Linked DNA regions of Mus musculus: all the other regions are linked to region 3. The links are chromatin contacts, called in public promoter capture Hi-C maps. All regions are on one chromosome and are shown on one strand. Each heading gives the region's core, a stretch centred on a gene start, on an enhancer-like site or on the middle of the called end of the contact. The rest is flanking DNA. Distances are from core to core; before and after follow the strand shown. Region 1 holds the start of Brsk1 (BR serine/threonine kinase 1). Region 2 holds the start of U2af2 (U2 small nuclear ribonucleoprotein auxiliary factor (U2AF) 2). Region 3 holds the start of Zfp128 (zinc finger protein 128). Region 4 holds the start of Kmt5c (lysine methyltransferase 5C). Region 5 holds the start of Cnot3 (CCR4-NOT transcription complex, subunit 3). Region 6 holds the start of Leng9 (leukocyte receptor cluster (LRC) member 9). Region 7 holds the start of Zfp787 (zinc finger protein 787).

Region 1 (2,700 bases), core at 40-2,539, 8.2 Mb before region 3:
GGAAACCAGATGGAGTTACATACAGCCATGAACTACTGTATAGATGCTGAGAATGCAAATCCCCAGTCCCTGGGAAGCAGCCTACTCTTCCTAACTGCTGAATCATCTCTCCAGGACTGTAATTTCACACTTGAGAGACAGAAGCAGGAGGATCAGAAGTTCAAGGTCATCTTCAGCCACATAGTTTGAGGTCAGCTGGACTTTGTCTTAAAAAAAAAAAAAAACAAGAGCAGAACGTGGAGCCCTGATAACGGTGGGAACATAGAATTAGCCCAAGGAGTACACAGTGTTGACCTTAGAGGACATAGAGAAATAGATCACACTTAGGTCTCCAACTCCCCAAAGTCCTTCCCTTTTCTATCTTTGTCTCTTTTATCCTCTGCCACCACCACCACCCACACACACACTCCACAGTCTGTTCCCATCTAAGCCCAGCATCATTCCCTCCTGTGAATATATGGACCCTTGACAGTCCTTATTTCTCTTTGTCCCCCTCGCTCTACATCTTCCTTTGCATTTCTATCTCCTCATCCCTGTCTGTTGTTTGTCTCCTATCCCTGTCTGCCCCTTTCAGCTCTTTTTTGAGGGGGTGGGTTGAGGGGGCGTTCTCACGTAGTCTAGGCTGTCCTCAAACACACTTTATAGCTATAATGGCCTTGAACTCTTAATTCTCCCCGCTCCGTTATTACCTCCTTCACTCCTCCACCCTGTCTCTGATATTCTGCATCTTCCCATCTACTAATGTATGTCAGACTTCTCTTTGTGTCTTCATCTCTGCTTGTCTAATACTGGTTCTGTATCTCTCTCCATCCTTCCCTCCATCCTTTCAGGCATCCCTCTCTCCTGCAGCATCCTTCTCCTCCAGCATCCCTCCACCCATCCATACATCCCAGCATCTTCCCACCTCCTCCCCGTCCGTCCAGCTTCCAGGCCCGCCCCCTGCCACTCCCCCTCCCCCTCCGAAAGGGTTAACTGTGGGGAAGGGCCGGGAGTCCCCGGATGGTGATGTCAGCGTGCCGGAGAGAAAGGACGAGGTGGCGGGGGGAGGCGGAGAGGAGGAGGAGGCGGAGGAGAGAGGGCGCGTGGGGGGGCGGGGGGGATCTCGGCCTGCAGCATCCGCCGGCCCCACACTTCAGACCCCCCCTGCAGGGGGAGGCACAGGAAGGGGGGGGCCGGCCAGGGACGGGCTGGGGAGGGGGGGCCGCGCAGCCCCCCCCGCCATGCTGATTCCAGGGGCCTGACCCCCCCGGCAGCCCCCCCTCCCCCAGCTCTGCGGCCCACCGACTGGGGGGGCCAGCCCAGCCCCCTGGGGACCCCCGGAGAAGTGGGGAGCAACCGGGGGGGCCGGGACGGAGGTGTCGCCGGCCCCCACCGGAGGAACGGGGCGACGGGCCGCAGGGGGGGCGGCCGGGGGACCGGTCGGGCCGGGACCAAGGGCACCATGTCGTCCGGGTCCAAGGAAGGTGGCGGGGGCTCCCCCGCCTACCACCTCCCACACCCACACCCACACCCACCCCAGCACGCCCAATATGTGGGCCCCTATCGCCTGGAGAAGACGCTGGGCAAAGGACAGACAGGTGAGAACCTAAGCGGACACCTGGGGCGGGGGCGGGGTGCTGGAAGGGGCAGAGGGCGGGACCATGGATATTTAAAGGGCAGACCCCTGGGTCCCTCGTAGAAAAGGGGCTTGGGTCCTGAGTTCCAAGTGCCCACGGTGTACGGAGTAGAGTCTGACGTTGGGGCCTTGAGATGGCAGGGGTCTGAGACTTGTGGGTTCCAGGGAGAAGTAGGGGTCTGGACTACTGTGGCTCAAATAACCCTATTGGGGCAGATATTGGAGGGGCTTCAGGAAGCTGTGGGGAAGTAGGCCCATTACGGGTGTGGGACCTGGGCTGATTCTGCAAGCTGAGGCAGGCGGGTGCTGCAGTACAGCCGCAGGCAGGGTGGAGGTGCAGGCTGGGTGGAGGTGCATCCATCCCGAGAGAGGCTGCTATCCTGTCCCTCTTATGCTCAAAAGCGGTCACTTGCGCTCCGTGCAGCAAGCTGGAGCCCTAGGGTGTGAGGTCGACTACATTCTCTCCATTCTGCAGTGTGGAAATAGAATGGAGAGGTGGACTGTAGAAAGCTAAGCTCCCAGCCAGAAGTGGCCCTGGAAAGCAGAGTTATCTTTGATTGATGCTAAAGGCTGAGTGTGGCCACAACCATCTTCTTCTAGGCAGGGGATCGAGGTGAACTGAGGGATGACCTCCAGTGTTCTGGGCTGTGGGTTCTGGGTCCCTATGAAGTTGAGTTCCAGGCCTGAGATAGGAAAGGGAGGTCAGACCTTTATATCCTGGTAGTAAGAGTGTGACGTGCTGTTGACCTCAATTCTTGAACTTTGGAAGGAGAAGGGGCCATGTACCTGCACTGCTGGGCCTGAGGGACGAGGGCTGGGGCCAAGACTACTGGGTCTAAGGACGGAGGGGTAAGATCTGGGTTCCTGGGACTGAGAAGAGGCACCTTCCATAGCTGAGCTCTGGATCTGAGGAGTGGTCAGGGAATACGCATGCTTTCTGACCATGACAGCTTTTTTTTTTTTTTTTTTTTTTTTGGTTTTTCGAGACAGGGTTTCTCTGTGTAGCCTTGGCTGTCTTGGAACTCACTTTGTATGGGGAGGCTTGGGAAAGAAGAAAAATTGAGAGTGTGTTTTGTAAGATTATA
Region 2 (2,700 bases), core at 122-2,621, 7.8 Mb before region 3:
AAATTTTCAATAAACTGGGCCCCAGGTCTTACTAGGAAGGGAATATGCTGGGAAGGGGTGGCCGTCGCCACGGAGACTGGGACAGGAGCGCTCAGCCAGAAGCCTCTAGAGAGGTTGGGGAGGGTAGGGTGTAATTAGCCCCAGGAGGCAGAGGTGGGAAGCGGAGCAGTAGGAGAAACTGAGGTAAGACGACTTTAAGAAGGCAGCGCCTGGGGCATTGATTCAATGAACGTTTAGCTGAGCCAGCCCGGAGGAGGTACCGGGGCGCTGGGTAGACTCTTTTCCGCCTGCCCGCCAGGGGTCAGGAGATCTCTCGGAGGTGTCACATTCGGCGCTTGCGCAGCAGGAGCAGGGGCGGACAATTTAACGCGATTGCCTTGGCAACCGGGAGAGAGCAGTCAGGTTTAACCGTCTTGAAGTTAGTGCCTTGGGGGCTGAGGTTGGCGGTGGGGGAAGGGGTGTGTGGGAGGAGATCGGGCGCACGCGCAATGTGGATTTAGAATGGCGGATCCTCCGGAGCGCTGAGAAAAACGTGCCCTAGACCGCTACGCAGGCGCAGAAACCCCTCTCCAATCACCGTGCGCAGGCGTCCCAAGCTGAGCTAACAACCTCCGCAGCGGCCTCGAACACCCTTTGTCGCACTGGCTGCTACTGTCCCACACACTTTCTCTGGCCTTCCGCGAGGTCAGTTTTTTCAGTTTTCTCCTAGAGAGCTAGGGACCGAAAGCTGAGACCCCGCCCCCTCCCCCGTAGCTATCTGGCCCACCTCCCATCAGTCCTCCCTCCCTTTTCGGGTCTTTAAGCCGAAAGGAGCCGAAGCAAGAGCGGAAAGAGCCGAACTTCCCTCCTGGGCGTGAGACCTTCCCGAAGCAGTGGCGGAAGGGACCGATATTCTCCGGAAGGGGCGGAGTGACCCTGTGGCGCCTCCGGAAAGAGCCGAAGACTAGAATCGGGCTTAATCTCTAGAGGGGCGGTGAGCGAGCGCTGGAAACCTTCGGAAAGAGCCGAAGGCCCGGACGGTTAGGATTGTTGGAAGTGACTGACCGCTTGGACAGGGTCGGCGAGGGGTGGGACGGATTTCCAGAGGAGGCCAGAGACAGACGGTTTGAGTTGTAGGAAAATCCGTGTCTTTAGAGGGGGCTGGTGTCGGGGAACGCGAAGACTCGCGGAATCCTCCGAACGTTGAAACGCTAGTTTCCGAAAAGTTACCGAAACTCGGGCAGCCGGCATAATCCTCGCTTCGGGTGATTTTGACGGCGACCGCCGCCTTCCGACTGCTCCGTCCGAGAACAGCCGACAGGCTTCGGAGCCGAGCTCGGGGAAGTTCCGGGGGGGGGCGGGTCGGGCGGGACGAGGGGGTGGAGCCTGGGAGGGGCGGGGCTTGGGGCTTGATTAGGTAGGCGACGGAGTGCCGGCGGGGGCCGGAAGTAGCCGAAGCCAGCGGCGGAAGTAGCCGGAGCGGGCGGGCGGCAAGGCGAGGCGAGAGCTGCACAGGGCCCTACGCGGCCGCCTAAGCATGTCGGACTTCGACGAGTTCGAGCGGCAGCTCAACGAGAATAAACAAGGTGAGGGCGCCGGGGTTGTGGGGTGGCTTCTTGCTTCGCCCTGTGCCCCCCCGCCATTTCCCTCTCTTGTTCGCTTCCCTAGGGCCGCACGCTACCCCCCCACCCCCCCGTCCGTGCCGCGCGCGCCGAGCTCACGTGACCTCCTCTCGGCGCTGAGGGAAGGGGTGGCGGGCGAGGCTCAGGGCGCGTGCGCGCCGCAATAGCCCGCGCCCACGTGGTCTCGGCGGAGGCGGCGCGTTTTGTTAAGTAGATGCCTTGAGAGCGCGCGGGATTCCGTAATGTGAAGCTTTTCTGTTGTCGTTTTAAATTTTTGTCTTTTACTTGAGAAAGATGAATTTTGGTCTCTAAATTCTGTCATTTTCTTTTGCTGCCTTGGCACTTCCGCTTCCGGTCGTGCGTACTTTTCTTTTCTCCACGCCCCCTTTGTTTCCAAAATGGCGGTGGTGAATCAGCCCCCCCCCCTCCTTTCCTTTTCCTTCACGTGGACTGGCAGTGCAATCTCCCGCTGCTTGTAGGTTTCGAGCCTGTTCATATTTTTTTGATTTCTCCAGAACTCTCCTACCTCGATGTTTCTGTCTCCGTCTCCGTCTCCGGCTTTGCGGTGTCTTAGATAAAAATGTGTCCTACACTTGTTTGCCCGCCAAAGAGGGAAGTCTGCGTTCTTTGTGCTCCTGTTGAGCATAAATCATGTATGCCTTGGGGCTTTTTTTGGCGGCAGACAATATCTGTTTTCCATATCCCTAACAATCCCTAAACTTATCGGTTTTAGGCAAAGCCCAGGTCCTGTATCATTCCAAACTCGGGTACCTAAAGCCAGTTACACTATAGGGATTGTAAAATATTCAACAGAATGGGGAAGAGGGAGCTGGCCCATTAACAGGTTAGTGGAGGCAGGTGCTCCCAAGGTAAGATCTTGTACTATGAATTTGGATCAGAAAGGCAAGCAGGCTATGTTGGTGCTGGCGGATTTAGGGATACCGAGGAAAACGTTGATTTACAAGACATTCTCTACAACCTCTTCTTTTTTGAGACCGAAGAGTTTAAATTTCTTGAGGGTTGAGACTTAAGCTGTCTTGTGTTGGGGCACTGGATGAGACCTTGAGAATTATTTGAAATGAAGCTGGAATTGAGGAGA
Region 3 (2,700 bases), core at 192-2,691:
GTGCCCTCTGTTACTTTTAGGGAGACCCTCCTATTTACCTTATGCTGATACATAAGGGCACACTTATGTTTAAAATCAGATGCATTATAAAAAGGACATGCACAGTAGAGAAAACGAATATATGACTTACTCTATCAATCAGAGTAGAGAACCACCCAAACTACATATCTAGTAATCAGCACCCCCTTCTCCTGAACCCTATAAAAGGAAGCCCTGAGCAATAATCTGGACACTGAGAATCTTCACTCCCATAACTCATTGTCAATCTTTAATAGCATACCTACATAATATGTAATTTCACTTTTACTCAAATAACATTATCTTACTTTTTTTCTGTAAGCTCTTAAATTCAATTCTTTGGAAAAGAGGCCAAGAACCTAGAAATGCCCAGCCCAGACCCAGAGCACCAGTTATGACACTACTGTCATTGTCAGACTGGTGAGGAAGATGCCAGGAGAGAACAAAGGAAACTACTAGGCTGAAAGGAGGGAGAGACAGAGAAGGGAGGATGAGAATAAAAGGACCTGCTGTTTGCTGGACTGCAGCTCTGTATTAGAGCACTTACCACTCTTGCATAAAGACCTAGGTTCAATATCCAGTACTGGGGAGTGGGGATAGTGGAGGAAGGGCAGAGCCTGCTGTTCTACACCTGATAGTCTCTGTCTCTTTAAGGGTATAGTGTATTTTTGGTCTTTTTCTATTACATCATCAACCTAGTGAAAACTAGCAAAAGCCCATTGTTTCCTTCCTTCTTTCCTTCCTTCTTTCCTTCCTTTCTCTCTTTTCCTCTTTCTCTCTTTCCTTCTTTCTTTCCCTTTTCAAGGCAGGGTTTTGTAGCCCTGGCTGTCCTGGAACTCACTCTGTACACCAGACTGGGCAGGAATCAGAAATCTGCCTGCCGGGCAGCCGGGTGTGGTGGTGCACGCCTTTAATCCCAGCACTCAGGAGGCAGAGGCAGGCAGATTTCTGAGTTCGAGGCCAGTCTGGTCTACAAAGTGAGTTCCAGGACAGCCAGGGCTATACAGAGAAGAAACCCTGTCTCGAAAAACCAAAAAACCAAAAAACAAAACAAAACAAAAAAACCAACAAAACAAAAAATTCCAGCAGCAGGTCAGATTGACCAATTCTAACACCAAGACCTTGCCGCTGCGCGCCCAACTCACGGTGCAGATGCATATATGCCCTGAACTCAGCCGTCAGGGCGGGAGGATTATTTTCCAGGCAACTCGAAGCCCAAGTGATGCCCGCACCCGCAGGTAACGGAATGTAAGCTGACCTCTGCTGGTACCCAGACCTGATCCTTAAACAAGACCTGTGAGTGGTTGCACTCCCTTAGACCAGAGGCCAGGCCTTCCCCGATTGGTCAACGTTGGGCTGGCGCTAGCTTCCATTGGTTAAGTGCTGCGTCTCGGCGCGTGGCCTTCTGGGAATTGTAGTCTCAGTGTCCCTGGCGCTGCCGCCATTGTCCAGCGGGAGGCCAGTCGGGTGGTCCCCAGGACGGGGCTGAGTTTAAAATTAGGGTGTCCTTGGACGTCTGTGGCTAACCTGTTGGCCTGGAATGGACCACCAGGACAAAGCAGCAACAGTGGCAATGGCCTCGCGGCCGCAAGCAACACAACTTCAGGTAACAAAAAGGACAGATTGGACTCCGAGTCCTGCTGTCCCCGACAGAGTGACCTGTAACCCGCGGCGCTTTTTCCACAAGAGAAACAAGCGCTGTGGCTCAGCCTCCGAGCCTGGGTCCAAATCTAGTTCCCTCTGTGTGCATGCTTCAGCCTCCTGTCTGCGTGCCATGGGGTGGAGGGGAGGAGGGTGGTCATTTCCCTGAGGACTGACAGGCTCTGCTCAGGGGTTCGATCCCACTCTGGCCAACGCCCTCCCATTTATCCCGAAAGACGGTTCTCGGAGATGACAGGTGACTGGCTAGCATTACAGAGCAACCACATTGCGGGTACGGTCCTCAAAACATGTCCTAAGGCGCAGAATCAACCGACTTTTAAGGGAACCTCCGCACCATGACCCCTATTTTGCAAGTAAGGCATAACTTCACGGGGCAGAGGTACCAAGTTAGGAAAACAGAAGTAACTAGTAAGGGTCACGCCCTTCTGGGCCTTGGGAAAACTGGTAGGTGTGGCTATCAGTGTTTGTCTAGCTCCTGATCATCAAAGTCTGCACTTGTAGACAAATTGCTTATTCTGTTCACCGTAGTTCACCTAGCAGAAGCCAAGACCATTTCATACATAAGTTCTGCAACTTTGAAATTATGCTCTGGAGGTCAGGAGGTGGGTATTTGGTTTGCTTGGGGGAAATTTGCGTTAATTACATTTGGTGTGAAAAGTAAGCTTATGATAGTCTTAGATTGCAAATGATCAGATTCATGTCATCTCAGTTTTTCATGAAATGTGACCAGAGTGTAGAACTGAGAACTGAGGCCTATCAACAGCTATATGAATGAGCCATAGTGAAGGTGGATTCGCCAGCCCCAGTCAAGTCTCAGGTAACCGTCATGAGGCTGACAGTTTGTCAAGGAGTAAGCGATGAGACGGGCGGGAAAAGAGGTGTGTTTAATCAATCTGTTGTCGTGTTTCAGGTAGTACACACAAAACGTAGTGAGACCTGAAATAAACACTACTTCATGGTTTCTGATGGGGTAGGAAATCAAGAGTGACTTAGTTTATGGATCTACCCTAGGCTCTTAAA
Region 4 (2,731 bases), core at 142-2,641, 8.1 Mb before region 3:
ATGATATTTGCTTTGTAGACGCAACCATGAAGCTGTGAGTTGGCAAAACCCCAAGATCACAGAACGGTGCAAAACTTCAGCCTCCTTAAAAACAAAATGTTGCAGCAGCACATATACTAAAATTGCAGCGATACAGTGAAGATTTGCATGGCTCCTGTGCAAGGATGACGAGCAAATTCATGCCTGATCTACATGGTGAGTTCTAGGACAGTCAAAGCTCATGTCTCAAAAGAGAAGCTACTATGATTTAATCAATTGTGTGTGTGTGTGTGTGTGTGTGTGTGTGTGTGTGCGTGCGCGCGCGCGCGCGCGCGCCTTGGCATGAATGTGGAGGTCAAGGACAACCTTCAGGAGTCGGTGCTTTCTTTCCATTATGCGGATCCTGGCTATGAGACTTGTGGGCAGGTGCTTTTACACACTGGGCCATTTCAATGTCCCATCTCACTTCAATCGGTTGTTCCTTCAGTCTGTAGTAACAAAACATTCTGTGCTGTAGGCATTATCCTAACCCACCAAATAGATAACTCAGGAAAGACAAAAACAAAAGTAAGCTTACTTGTTTGGACGTAATTATGATATCCTGCTAATTATACTTGCAGGATTGAAGAGGTGGGTAATCTTAATTAAGGGGTTTCCCCAGGGGAGTGCCCCATGAATCAGAGCTTGTCTTCTAAGTCCCAACTTCTCAGCGTCGTCTCTTTCTGAACTGTTCACAGGCAGGACAAGAAAACTTCACAGAGTTCTTGTAGGTACAATTTTCCAAAGATAAGGAATACTGGGAAAGAGAAAAGATCTTCTTGCTAAGCAGGGTTGGCACTGAAGTTTTGTTGCCATGGCAACCAATGGTCTCCTGGGGCCGGGAGCGCGATGGCGCGTGTGTGCATTCACCTCTTTCCTTCCTGGTTCGCTCAGGGATTTTGCCCCACTTCAAGCTGAAAGAAAGAGAATAGAGCTCCGGATTTAGGGTGATGGGCGGAGGCCTTAACGAATGGAAGCGTGGTCCTGTCCAAGGCCAACCAATAATATACGAAGTTTGTCTCTGACAGAGCCCTCCCTCTTTTCACTTGGACCTGAATAACCTGACCCAAACAGAGTTTCTGTTGGAGCGACGGCTCTTTAAGCCAATGAAAGCACTGATTTGGGACAGTGCAGAAGAAGAGGCGGGACAGATTTTTATGGCAACGCCTGAATGACAGCGACCCGAGCCATTGGCTGTAGTTCGCTGGATTTATTGACAGAGTGGGCGTGGAGGGGTTTTGTCAGGGCACCGACTGGGGCCAGAAGAGGCGGGAAAAAGAGAGCAATGAGAGTCAGCCAATAAGAACAGCGCGAGTTTCATAGCAACGGAAGAGTGACGGCGGGTTGGGCCAAAGGAAGGTTAAGCTGTTTGTTACGCCGGCCGAGGGGAGGCGCGGCGGCTGTGTCGGACGAGAGCCGGAGGAGGCGGTGGGTGGAGGTGGCGGCTGCAACGCGGGTTCCTGAGGAGAAGGAGGAGGAGAAGCGGGTGAGGGGCGGCGCGGGGCCCGACCTCTGAGCCCCCTCTTGGCCCCCGCCCCGCGCCGCCCGGCCTCCCAGTCACCCCCTGAACCGGCTGTCCCCGGGCCCTTCCTCGAACCTTGCGGTCCAAGTCTCCAGCCCCGCGGATCTACGCGCTCCTCACTCGTACCCTTCCCTGCACCCTTGGAGCCCATGCAGACTCCTCTCTCACTCTCAGGACTTTCCTTGCACCTTAGGAGTCGCTCCTTGCCCCACCAGGGCCCATCCCCACCACCTTTTCCTGCATCGTAACCTACCTACCCTGTCACACTCAGGGCACTTCCTGACTCCTGTCTCACTATCCTGGTCTCTGAGGCCCTTCCTCTGACTCTCTGTTTCCCCAGCCCCCTTCTGCAACCTTCCCAGGCTTTAGTTAGCTACTTAGCGCCCTCAATTCCCTCCTCGAACCCGTAGGATCTTTCAGGTTTCCATCACTTCAAATCCCCCAGGATTCCCTCAAACCCTGCTTGGAACCGCTAAGCCCTTCCCTTGGACCCCAGGCATATCTACCCTTTGGATTTCGTGGGCTCCTCCCTTGCAACCTCAGGTGCCTTCTTCCCCCCACCCCCGCCAATCCTGACTTCCCTCCATCTTTCTCTCCCCTTTCTCTCCCTTCACATCATACTCCCTACACCTCACTTTGTCTTTTCCCAGCTTCCAGGCTTTTTTTCTAAGCACCCTCTTCATTTAACCCAGACCGTTTTTTTTCCAGATCTTTCTCCCAGAGTGGCGGAGTGTGTCTTGCCACACTCTGCCTTCTTGCTCTCTCCCAAAGCGCAGAATTGTCAGACACACCACAGTGAGGGTACTGGGTAACCTGGCCCTCCATTTTATTTGATTTGGTTTTCTGAATCTATTTTTTTCCCCTCTTTGCCTCCGACCCTTTGTTTTGACTTGTTCCTCCTCTCCTTTCTGTTCCTCCCTTCTTCCTGTTTTTTGTCCTCTGGCGGGCTTCCCTTTTGCTGGAGTCCTCGGAGAGGCATTAGGGACTGGATCCTTCTTCCCCTAATGGCTGCCTGGGCTCCACCCACAACCTTTTGACCACTCCCCAGAGGAGGGTGACCTTGGAGGGAGGTGCTGAGGACGGGAGAATCAGCCTAGCAGGGGGTCAGCAAAGGCAGGCCAGAAGCTCCTATGGAGTTCCTTTTCCCCTTTCCCTTGATGAGAGCCCAGCTATCCCAACTCCCTCCTGCCA
Region 5 (2,700 bases), core at 27-2,526, 9.2 Mb before region 3:
TTGCTTCATGCCATTCTGATGCGGTGAAATGCACGTGCACGTTCTCTTCAAGTGTGGATTTATCTTCTTTTCCTCCACATAGTAGGCAGAGATAGATCGAGTTTCCCCAATTCATGAAAACGTGGTGCTCACGTTTGCAACCTAGTCAGCAAAGGGCTATGGAGTGCTTCATGGGTACTAAACAACGAGAAATCCAGAGAGTGAGACTCAAGTATGTGTAAAAACGGCAGGAATCAAACAAAATTAAACCAGAGGCTCACCTAAGCACTCGGCAAGGGTGGTCGGAGAAGTTTACTCCTTAAGAAGCATAGCAGAACTCTAGTGAGTAGTCATTACAGATGTAACCGAGGTAGGGCAAAGCGCAGTTTCCTCTACAGCTGGAGTCCTTGCAACTCCAGGGAAGGTCCCAGTCTGCTAACTTAACCAGAGAAACGTCAGTCCCACGCCTTGTGTTTCTCAGTCGCTTCTGCAATGTTCCTGATTCCTTCTTTCTTTCTTTCATCCTTTAGAAAGCACTGAGTTTTAGAGATATACCAAGCAAACGCGCTTGGGGAATAACTACGAGGATCAGATAACAGCCTAGACAGGCAAAGGAAGGATGCTCCGACAACCACACCTGTCGGCAGGTTAATAGCTACCCTATTGGCTAACCGAGGGAAGGGGCGGGGTGTTTGTCTAGCTCCTCCCCTTAGGGCTGGCGGCTCTTTTGATTGGTAGATGACTTGGGTTTACTATCCCCAACCCTCTGGCACCTCTCCGTCTCCCACTAGATAAGCTTCCTTTAACACTCACACGCTATGCTTTTTGTCGTTTTCCTCTACCCACATTCATAGCTAACCAATGAGTTCAGGGTAGAATACACCTCGCAACCAATTACAGCTGCCTTTAAACTTGACGAGTAACTTCCCGCCCCTCACCCTGACTCCTCCCCGCTGCCAATTGATTTAGGGTAAGGGGGCGGACACATCCAATCAGCACGACACAGGCTTCCTGATTGACACCCAGGTCCTCGCGCTGGCGTGTTGTGCTCCGAGGAGGGGAGGAGGAGGAGGAGCTGGGAAGAAATACCCGAGCCAATCCAAGCAAGCTGAGCGGGAGGCCAATCGAACGCCGCGCCTTGCCGAGATCAGCCAATCATAATGAAGAGGTTGGCCTCATTCTCGCTAGGAACCAATGGGGCGCGCCTAACGGCGCAGAGCGACGTACTGCGGGAGCAATGACGGACCTATATTCGGGGCTCGGGGGCGGGCCGGCGCCAGAGAGGAGAAGAGAGGAGGGGAGGCCTCCGCCGCCGCCATCTTGGACCGGGCCCGTTCAGCTTCCGTGGAGCCGTCGGCAGCCGCTGCCGGGCCTTTCCTTGATCCCTGAATCCCCTACTCGGTCGTCTAGAACAATCCCGGGCCCACTTCCTCTATCAACAACCCAACCCTACTTCCGGCTTTCGCGCCCTCTTATCGCGATAGCGCCCGGGCTCGGGGCGCGAGGAAAGAGGAAAAAAAAAAAAAAAAAAGGCGGCGGGCGGGCGCTCGCCTCTCTCTCCCCCCTCCTCGCCTGTCGCGATACGCTCCGCAGCGGCGGCGCCAGCTCCTGCGGTGAGCGTCAGGTTCGACTGGGCCGGACCCCTTTCCCTCTTCCCTCAGCTCCATCGGCCGACTTCTTGCTCCGCGACCCTGCTGCCTGTCGCGACACGGCCTCAGCTCCCGCCGGGCCCAAGCCGCGCGCTCGGGCCCAGCTTCGGCTCGGGCGGGCGGGGACCCTCTCCTCTCTCTGTCCTCCCGCGTCCGGACTCCCGCGTGGCAGAGCGCCGGCCCCGGGTGCGAGGTGCCCGTCCTCCTCCGCGTCTGGCTGGGCTTGGAGCGGTGGGCGCGCTGCGGGCCGCGGAGGGGTCTTTCTGCTCTGGGCGCGGGGCCCACTCCTGCAGTCATGCCTTCCCCGGGAGCTCCATTCGGGAGCGTTGCCTCAGTGCACCCGAAAGCTCCAGCTTGTTGGTGTCTTGATAGGGGGAAGCCTCTTTGGAAGAGATGGATCTTGTGGAGGAAAAAGTCCCCAAGACCCGAGGGTGCAGTTAACGTTGTGAGTTGGAGCCTAAGCCAAAGTTTCCACCTAGTCCTTACAGCTCTAGCAGTGAAGTCTCCTAGAGGTCCCTTTCCACCAATCTTCTTTTTAAGGAAGCATGGGGTTTGTGAGTGTGTGTGTGTGTGTGTGTGTGTGTGTGTGTGTGTTTTGTTTTAACACTCCCTCCCCAAACCTTGGATTCAGGACTGTACCGTATTGCTCACTTCCTGGCTTCACATCTTTTGCATCTTTGAGGTGGGGTATCAGTGGACTCTAGCTTTGGGGATGCAGGCTCCACTACGATGCACGGTCTGCCTCGGTGGGTGAAGCTTCCTAAGTGGTTAGGTATTGCTGTGTGTGGTGAGGACCGCTTAGCTTTTCTTTCTAGATCTGGGTCGGTGGAATGCGAGCTCCCATGCTTTCAGTTGTTGGTGCTCTTCTGTTGGGACAGTTGAAGCACTTCTAAACAGCTGTATCTCGGTTCCGGGACTGTCATCCCTCTTAGGATTAGCTTTCTGTTCTTTTGGCTAGGGGCTTCCTCACCGTCTCCCTTCCCCGGTCATCACCTGGACTGCCATCTCTCTGTATTTCCATTCTCATCTGCCCAGCCTATGTGGATATGTGATCTTTTATAATTGAAATCCA
Region 6 (2,700 bases), core at 76-2,575, 8.7 Mb before region 3:
GCCCTGGTTTCAAGATGGCTCTCCGAAGAGCTCTAGCTGCTGCAGCCTCCTCCCCAGGGCCTGTCAGCCTTAGCAAGACCACTGTCAAGTGCAGGGCCTGTGCTGGTACCAGGAACTCAGCACAAGAAGGGGCAATCCGGACCAGATGCTCTTGGGCCTTGACCACCTCAGCCCTAAGCCCAGACTCTGTCACCATCAGTGCCACAAAATGTGTGGGCCGGGGCTGGCGAGGGGCCCTTCTGTCGTCAGGCCAAACACCTGGATCCCACACATTTCCCATCTCTTCAGCAGAAAGCCCTTTCGTTTCCATGCCCTGCGCCTGCCACTGTGGAAGCAATGTAGCTCTGGGCTCCTCTACTGAGCTGATCTTCACTCCTGAGAAGTTCATGCTTGGGTCTGGCATTTCTAACTCAGTGGTCCCATTCAGCCCGGTCTCTTTGGTTGGCCCATCCACTTCAGGTGTCTCCAGGCTGGAATCAAGCCCAGTTCTGGTCTCTTTGATTGCCCCACCCTCTTCGTGTGTCTCCAGGCCCGAATCAAGACCTGTTCCGGTCGGGTTTCCACCCGCCTCTGCAAGGGCATCCTGGGTATCCAGACCCTCTAAACCCACCCCTGTTTTCTCTGTGTCGGGAATTTCTGCCGTGACCTCTGTCCAATGCTCGTCCCCGCCGTCCAGCGCATCAAGGATAGTGGGTCCCCGACCAGCCACAGAGCCCGATCCAAAAATGAGGTCAGTACGGGAGGCACGGTCCCATACCAGGCGGCCGCGGAAGCGGAAGTAGCGTATGCGGTGCTGCGGCACTGCCAACACGCCAGGTCCGAGCGCTGCCAGCGGCTCGTCCCAGCAGAAGGCGCAGAATGGCTCTTCCTGCACTCCCAGGAAGCGGTCGGTGTAGCCCACCGAAAAGTCAGCAGGGTCCAGGCGCGGGTCCCAGCGGATGCGTCGGATGACGTCAGCAGCAGTACGCAGAGCCGGCTTCTTGGACCCAGCCTCCGGTTGCGTAACCACCGGGGACGGCGCCGGGGCCCCGGGATGTGGCTGACGGCAGCGCGCACCGAAGCGACAGCGGCCCTCTAGGAAGAAGCGGCAGACCGCGGGGGCCTCAGAGGAATCGGCCGAGGCCTCCATGGGCCTTCACGCACTAAGCGGTCTCTGTCTGCAGCGTTGATCTCCAACTGTGACGCCAGGAACCCCTCCCGCCTCAGGTGGAAGGAGGCCAAAGGACCAGGCAGGGCGTCAGAATGTAACACGGGCTCTGGAGCTCTAATTTCAAGTCCAGTTTATTTACGCGTACCGGGTTTGTAAGCCACTGGGAACCCCCTCTTGCCCCGCCTGAAATGATTTACATATGTCCAGCCCCTCAGGGAGTCTTAAAGAGCCTGGCCCCGCCCAACCAGCCAATTTATGTGTGCGTCAAGCTTCTCTCTGGACATCCAGGGAGTCACGTCTTATTCCATACAACTTCTCCCTTTGGGGACTTTAGCGAGACAGTTTAGCAAATACTTGACAAGTGCCCCACCGCTGTCAGGGCCCCAAGAAAGGCTTCTCCGCATCCGATTTACATATACTCCGCAGCCTGGGTGGGGGTAGGGCTTAGACAACCCCTCCGGCCGCCTCCAGATACTTTGCATCTGCTCAGCCTCTCGAGACCTCTAGGGAGCCTGGCAGGGCAGCAACTGATTTACCTGAACACCGCAGCTTCGTTGGGAGGAGAGGAGTGGGACTCAGCGGTCTTGGCCCCGCCCCCAACCGTCTTTAAAGTTTGTAGCCAGCTCCCATGCAATTGATTATCTTACATGCCACACCTCATAACGAATAAAGTGACTCCTGGTTCTGCCTCTGTCAAGTTATTTATAAATGTCTTTCCTGGGAGCCTCACCCCTTTACCTTGGCCTCACTCCACCTGATTGTTTTACACATGCTCCGCCCCTCATTGGTCTTATCCTGGACTCAACCATGGTGAAATGGTTTCTCCTGTGCCTCCTTGTAGAGGTCGGGTTTTACTCCTGTCACCAGCCTAACGTTTGAAATATACGACCCACCCTTTTGGAAACTATAAAAACCCTTACTCTACCTCTGGTTCGGTTAATTTAAATTGGTCTTATCCCTCTAGGGACCTAAGATAGCCCCGTCCCAAAACAAACCCAGAGACTAATTCTAATTGTTCCTCCCCTCTGAAAACCTTTGAGAATTTTGCTTCACCCCCCTCCCGATATAGGTTCGGGCAGTCCTGCACCTCTAGATGTTAAAATATCTGGACGTCTCAGGCTGAACTTTGTGCCCAGATTTGTAACGCAACAGCCTCCCGCAGGGCGACACACAGTTGGTGGGACCTGAAGCCCTTCCCACGGGAACCACACCCTCGTGGCTCCAAAGGCTCGCCAACCGCTTCCCTTTGCAGGGAAGCGCCGCCCAGTCAGAGTGCACCTGGAGGGAAGTGGATGGCCAGGCGACTGTGACTCTTTATGCCAGATAGCAGCTGTCACGGGTGTTGGACTTTATCCAGGTGGTAGTGAGGATCGGTCAAGGTTTGAGGGATGAATAGGACTGTGGTAGAGACTCCGCCTTTGGGGAGGGGCATTACATGAATACGTATTCAAACTCTTAAAGGAGCATCACTGACAACTTGACTTCTAGTTGGTGGCACCCCAACTAGAAGTGGCACCACCCTACTGCTTCTGTACCCTTTCCCGCGTAAA
Region 7 (2,711 bases), core at 114-2,613, 6.7 Mb before region 3:
CCTTCTCTGCTCAGATGGAGAACACATGAGATAAACCAAGTCAGAATCTAATGTGAAAGTTCTCTGGGCCATGGCAGCACAGCACTCAGTGACTCCAGAGAAGCAGGAGGGGAAAGTTACCTGCACTTGACCCAAGAGGCTTAAAGCTTTCCCCAGAGCAGAGGCCAGATCTCAGCTAGATTCTCAACAACGCCAAACATGGAGCCTGAATCAGAAATTAAGGGGTTGGGGGAACCCATCAGGTCTGCGTTTTTAATAACGACCTGGGCAATAACGCCTAAGGTCGTCCTGGGTCAGGTCTCAGCTCCTGCTTTCCAACCCCAGTTCATGTTCATTTTCCTATCCTGGTGTTAAGACAGGTGTCAGTTCACTCCCCACTCACTTCTTCGTCTGTGGATCACTTTTCCGACTGACCTTTTGTAAGTGCTGGGGCACACATTCCCGGGGCTTGGGGGTCACCCTATGACCTAACTCTTGTACAGATTGGAGGTGGAGGCGGGAGGTCTGCTAAGGGGCGGGGCTCCGCGCTGGACCCAGCCCTGTGTCCGCCCAGGGGAGGAAGGCAACAGTCCAGGCGGCCCAGGACGACCCACACGGTGCTGACCTTGGCCTGGCGCTTCCCCTCCCAGGACGTGTTTCCTGCCGCCGGTCAGCACGCGCGGGGGAAATAGATGAATGAGCCTCCCGCCACCTGCATCCCGTAATTACTCGCTGGATCAAAGGCCAGCGCATGGCCCCCGAGGCAGCAACGGGCCAGGCGACTCGATTTGAGGAAGGAGAGGACTTGGGAGAACTTGGGCCGAGACTGACCATGGGCCGCCGTTTCCGGTCAGCCCAATCCAGGCGGCGGGGTCTCTCCCCACATCAAGCCTCGCCCCCGCAACAAGTCCCTGGCACTTCCGGCCATGACCGGCTGCAAGTCCAGTCCGGGTGGCCCGGACCCCACCGGTTGGATAACCCAGGTGCCTGCCGGCCCAGCACTGCCGCCGGAGTAGCGCACGCGCATTGTCCCAGGCCGCGGCGCCAATCTCTCCCGCGCGCGCGCGCGAACTCCCCGGCCGCGCGCCCGCTCACGCCCACCCCCCCCACACACACCCCTAACACGACACGCACGCGCACTAGTCCGCTCTGCCGCGCTCGCCCTCCCGCCTCCCCACCCACCCCCGTCCGAAGCCCAGCTTCCCGACGCGCTCTCATCCCAGCCACTCGGCGCACGCCCCCCTGAGCCCGCGGCCGCCCTCACCTCCGCGGCCCCGGGGCCGTCACGCCGCACTCTTCCTCTCGCCTGCCTCGCGGATGGTGGCAGCGGCGGCAGCGGCGACTCAGACCCTGGGGTCAGGGGGACGGGCGCCCAGGCCGGAAGTGACCTTCCCGGCCGCTTCCGCTCGCGCCTCTCCCTCTCCTCCCCCTCCCAGGCCGCCACCGCTACCTCGCCACTCTAGGCAGAGGAGCTCCAGGACCCCTGACCGCTACCCCCTCCGGCTCTATGGTACGGAAAGGCGCCTCGGGACGCTACTTCCGGAATTATCTAGGACCCAGGTCCTCCGTTTTGCTCTATGGCGCCTCGCTCCGAGGGGCTCGGGCCCCGCCCCCTCCCCGGACAGAAGGCTGGGCTCGACCCGTTAGGCGCACACTTCCGGGTGTCGGGGCGGCCCCCAACCCAGCCTCGTCGCTCGCGCCTGCGCGGTGAGCTGCCCGCGGCGACGCTCCCACTACTCCAGTCCTCCTGTCGTCTCTATCATCGTAACCCCTTCCGCCCCGGGGCGCTTCCAGGCCAACGCCGGTCTCAAGAAAAAATTCGGTTCACGAGATCTGGAGTTTTTCCCCAAAATGTTTCCGCTCGAGCCTCCGGTGCGGGTTGCATTTTGGGACGACCTCATCTTGAAATCGGCCTGTTTTGCAGAGAACCAGAGGTCACATTACCTTACTAAGTGACATAGCAAGAATGACCTCGAACCTTCAGAGTAGGGCTCCAAATTAAGTGTTTATGACTTATTACTCTCCTAGAAGAAAGGTCCATCACAGTTTGGAGGATGCTGATGATGAAGAAAAGGAATGAAAGGACCCTCTACAGATATCTGCTTCCAAGGCACAATTTGAAACTTGAAAGTCAATGTCAGCTTCTCTGAGACAAATGGTATCATCATCACGTAACTACCTTTACAAAAGCAGGCGTCAGGTGCTGCTGACACTTGGACTAAGTAAGGGATGGACTTTTTAAACAAACTCCTCCTGCACCAGAGAAAATCCTGGGCAGCCTAAAGAAGCAAAGCCCACAGGCAAAACGATACATGACACCTGAGGACAAGCTAAGAAAATGGAAAGCATAGCCATCTCCTTAGCAAGGTGCTCCAGAAGTCTTTGCTCAGCAGACTGTTAAGGATGTGTAGAGAGTTAGAAAATTCAAGAGGAGGCCTATGCTGAGCCCTGTAATGGAAAATGTCCAAACTGCCTGTAATTCATGTTCAAGCGCTGGACTTCCGTGGTTAGATTAAAGATAAACCAGCCAGGACCTTTCAACGGGTGATAAAGATCACAGGCTGCTTGTAACTGATCAAAAGGCTAAAGGCGAACCCACAGCAGGGGTATTAAAATGGCCCCAAAGGTAAAGAGTAAACGGAGGACAGTAAAAAAAAAAAAAAAAAAAAAAATTAACTATCCCTTCCTGGCTCAAAGCTAACAAAACTAAAAGGCAAACTGGCAGCATCAGA

Evidence for each region. Promoter capture Hi-C pulls out the DNA fragments that hold promoters and counts their contacts.
Region 1: a contact with region 3 is called in a promoter capture Hi-C map of pre-B cells. The contact joins the promoter of Brsk1 here to the promoter of Zfp128 in region 3. A contact is called at or near these places in 4 of 39 promoter capture datasets (cranial neural crest, maxillary cranial neural crest, pre-B cells and 1 more).
Region 2: a promoter capture Hi-C map of second pharyngeal arch cranial neural crest shows a contact between it and region 3. The contact joins the promoter of U2af2 here to the promoter of Zfp128 in region 3. A contact is called at or near these places in 5 of 39 promoter capture datasets (cranial neural crest, frontonasal cranial neural crest, maxillary cranial neural crest and 2 more).
Region 4: a promoter capture Hi-C map of pre-B cells shows a contact between it and region 3. The contact joins the promoter of Kmt5c here to the promoter of Zfp128 in region 3. A contact is called at or near these places in 3 of 39 promoter capture datasets (cranial neural crest, frontonasal cranial neural crest and pre-B cells).
Region 5: a promoter capture Hi-C map of pre-B cells shows a contact between it and region 3. The contact joins the promoter of Cnot3 here to the promoter of Zfp128 in region 3. A contact is called at or near these places in 4 of 39 promoter capture datasets (cranial neural crest, frontonasal cranial neural crest, maxillary cranial neural crest and 1 more).
Region 6: a promoter capture Hi-C map of liver shows a contact between it and region 3, with 3 times the contacts expected there. The contact joins the promoter of Leng9 here to the promoter of Zfp128 in region 3. A contact is called at or near these places in 4 of 39 promoter capture datasets (cranial neural crest, liver, maxillary cranial neural crest and 1 more).
Region 7: a promoter capture Hi-C map of pre-B cells shows a contact between it and region 3. The contact joins the promoter of Zfp787 here to the promoter of Zfp128 in region 3. A contact is called at or near these places in 3 of 39 promoter capture datasets (cranial neural crest, frontonasal cranial neural crest and pre-B cells).

Annotation. Positions count from the first base shown.
Region 1 is chr7:4,689,639-4,692,338 of GRCm38.p6, forward strand. Brsk1 (BR serine/threonine kinase 1) reads left to right here and starts at 1,290. Exons shown (of 19, transcript NM_001003920.3): 1 at 1,290-1,577. The coding sequence starts at 1,442.
Region 2 is chr7:5,060,772-5,063,471 of GRCm38.p6, forward strand. It overlaps U2af2 (U2 small nuclear ribonucleoprotein auxiliary factor (U2AF) 2), which reads left to right and starts at 1,372. Exons shown (of 12, transcript NM_133671.3): 1 at 1,372-1,565. The coding sequence starts at 1,517. It overlaps Ccdc106 (coiled-coil domain containing 106), which reads left to right. Exons shown (of 5, transcript NM_146178.2): 5 at 1-14.
Region 3 is chr7:12,879,737-12,882,436 of GRCm38.p6, forward strand. It overlaps Zfp128 (zinc finger protein 128), which reads left to right and starts at 1,442. Exons shown (of 4, transcript NM_153802.4): 1 at 1,442-1,624. The coding sequence starts at 1,559.
Region 4 is chr7:4,738,736-4,741,466 of GRCm38.p6, forward strand. Kmt5c (lysine methyltransferase 5C) reads left to right here and starts at 1,392. Exons shown (of 9, transcript NM_146177.2): 1 at 1,392-1,504. Gm24537 (a small nuclear RNA gene) reads left to right here and starts at 97; the gene lies at 97-198. Gm42369 (a long non-coding RNA gene) reads right to left here and starts at 1,345. Exons shown (of 2, transcript XR_881802.3): 1 at 557-1,345; 2 at 255-467.
Region 5 is chr7:3,643,993-3,646,692 of GRCm38.p6, forward strand. It overlaps Cnot3 (CCR4-NOT transcription complex, subunit 3), which reads left to right and starts at 1,277. Exons shown (of 18, transcript NM_146176.3): 1 at 1,277-1,592. Gm15927 (a long non-coding RNA gene) reads right to left here and starts at 353. Exons shown (of 6, transcript XR_003946711.1): 1 at 261-353; 2 at 1-177.
Region 6 is chr7:4,148,547-4,151,246 of GRCm38.p6, forward strand. Leng9 (leukocyte receptor cluster (LRC) member 9) reads right to left here and starts at 1,326. Exons shown (of 1, transcript NM_175529.3): 1 at 1-1,326. The coding sequence starts at 1,129.
Region 7 is chr7:6,154,602-6,157,312 of GRCm38.p6, forward strand. Zfp787 (zinc finger protein 787) reads right to left here and starts at 1,364. Exons shown (of 3, transcript NM_001013012.2): 1 at 1,244-1,364. It overlaps Gm36371 (a long non-coding RNA gene), which reads left to right and starts at 2,618. Exons shown (of 2, transcript XR_391130.2): 1 at 2,618-2,711.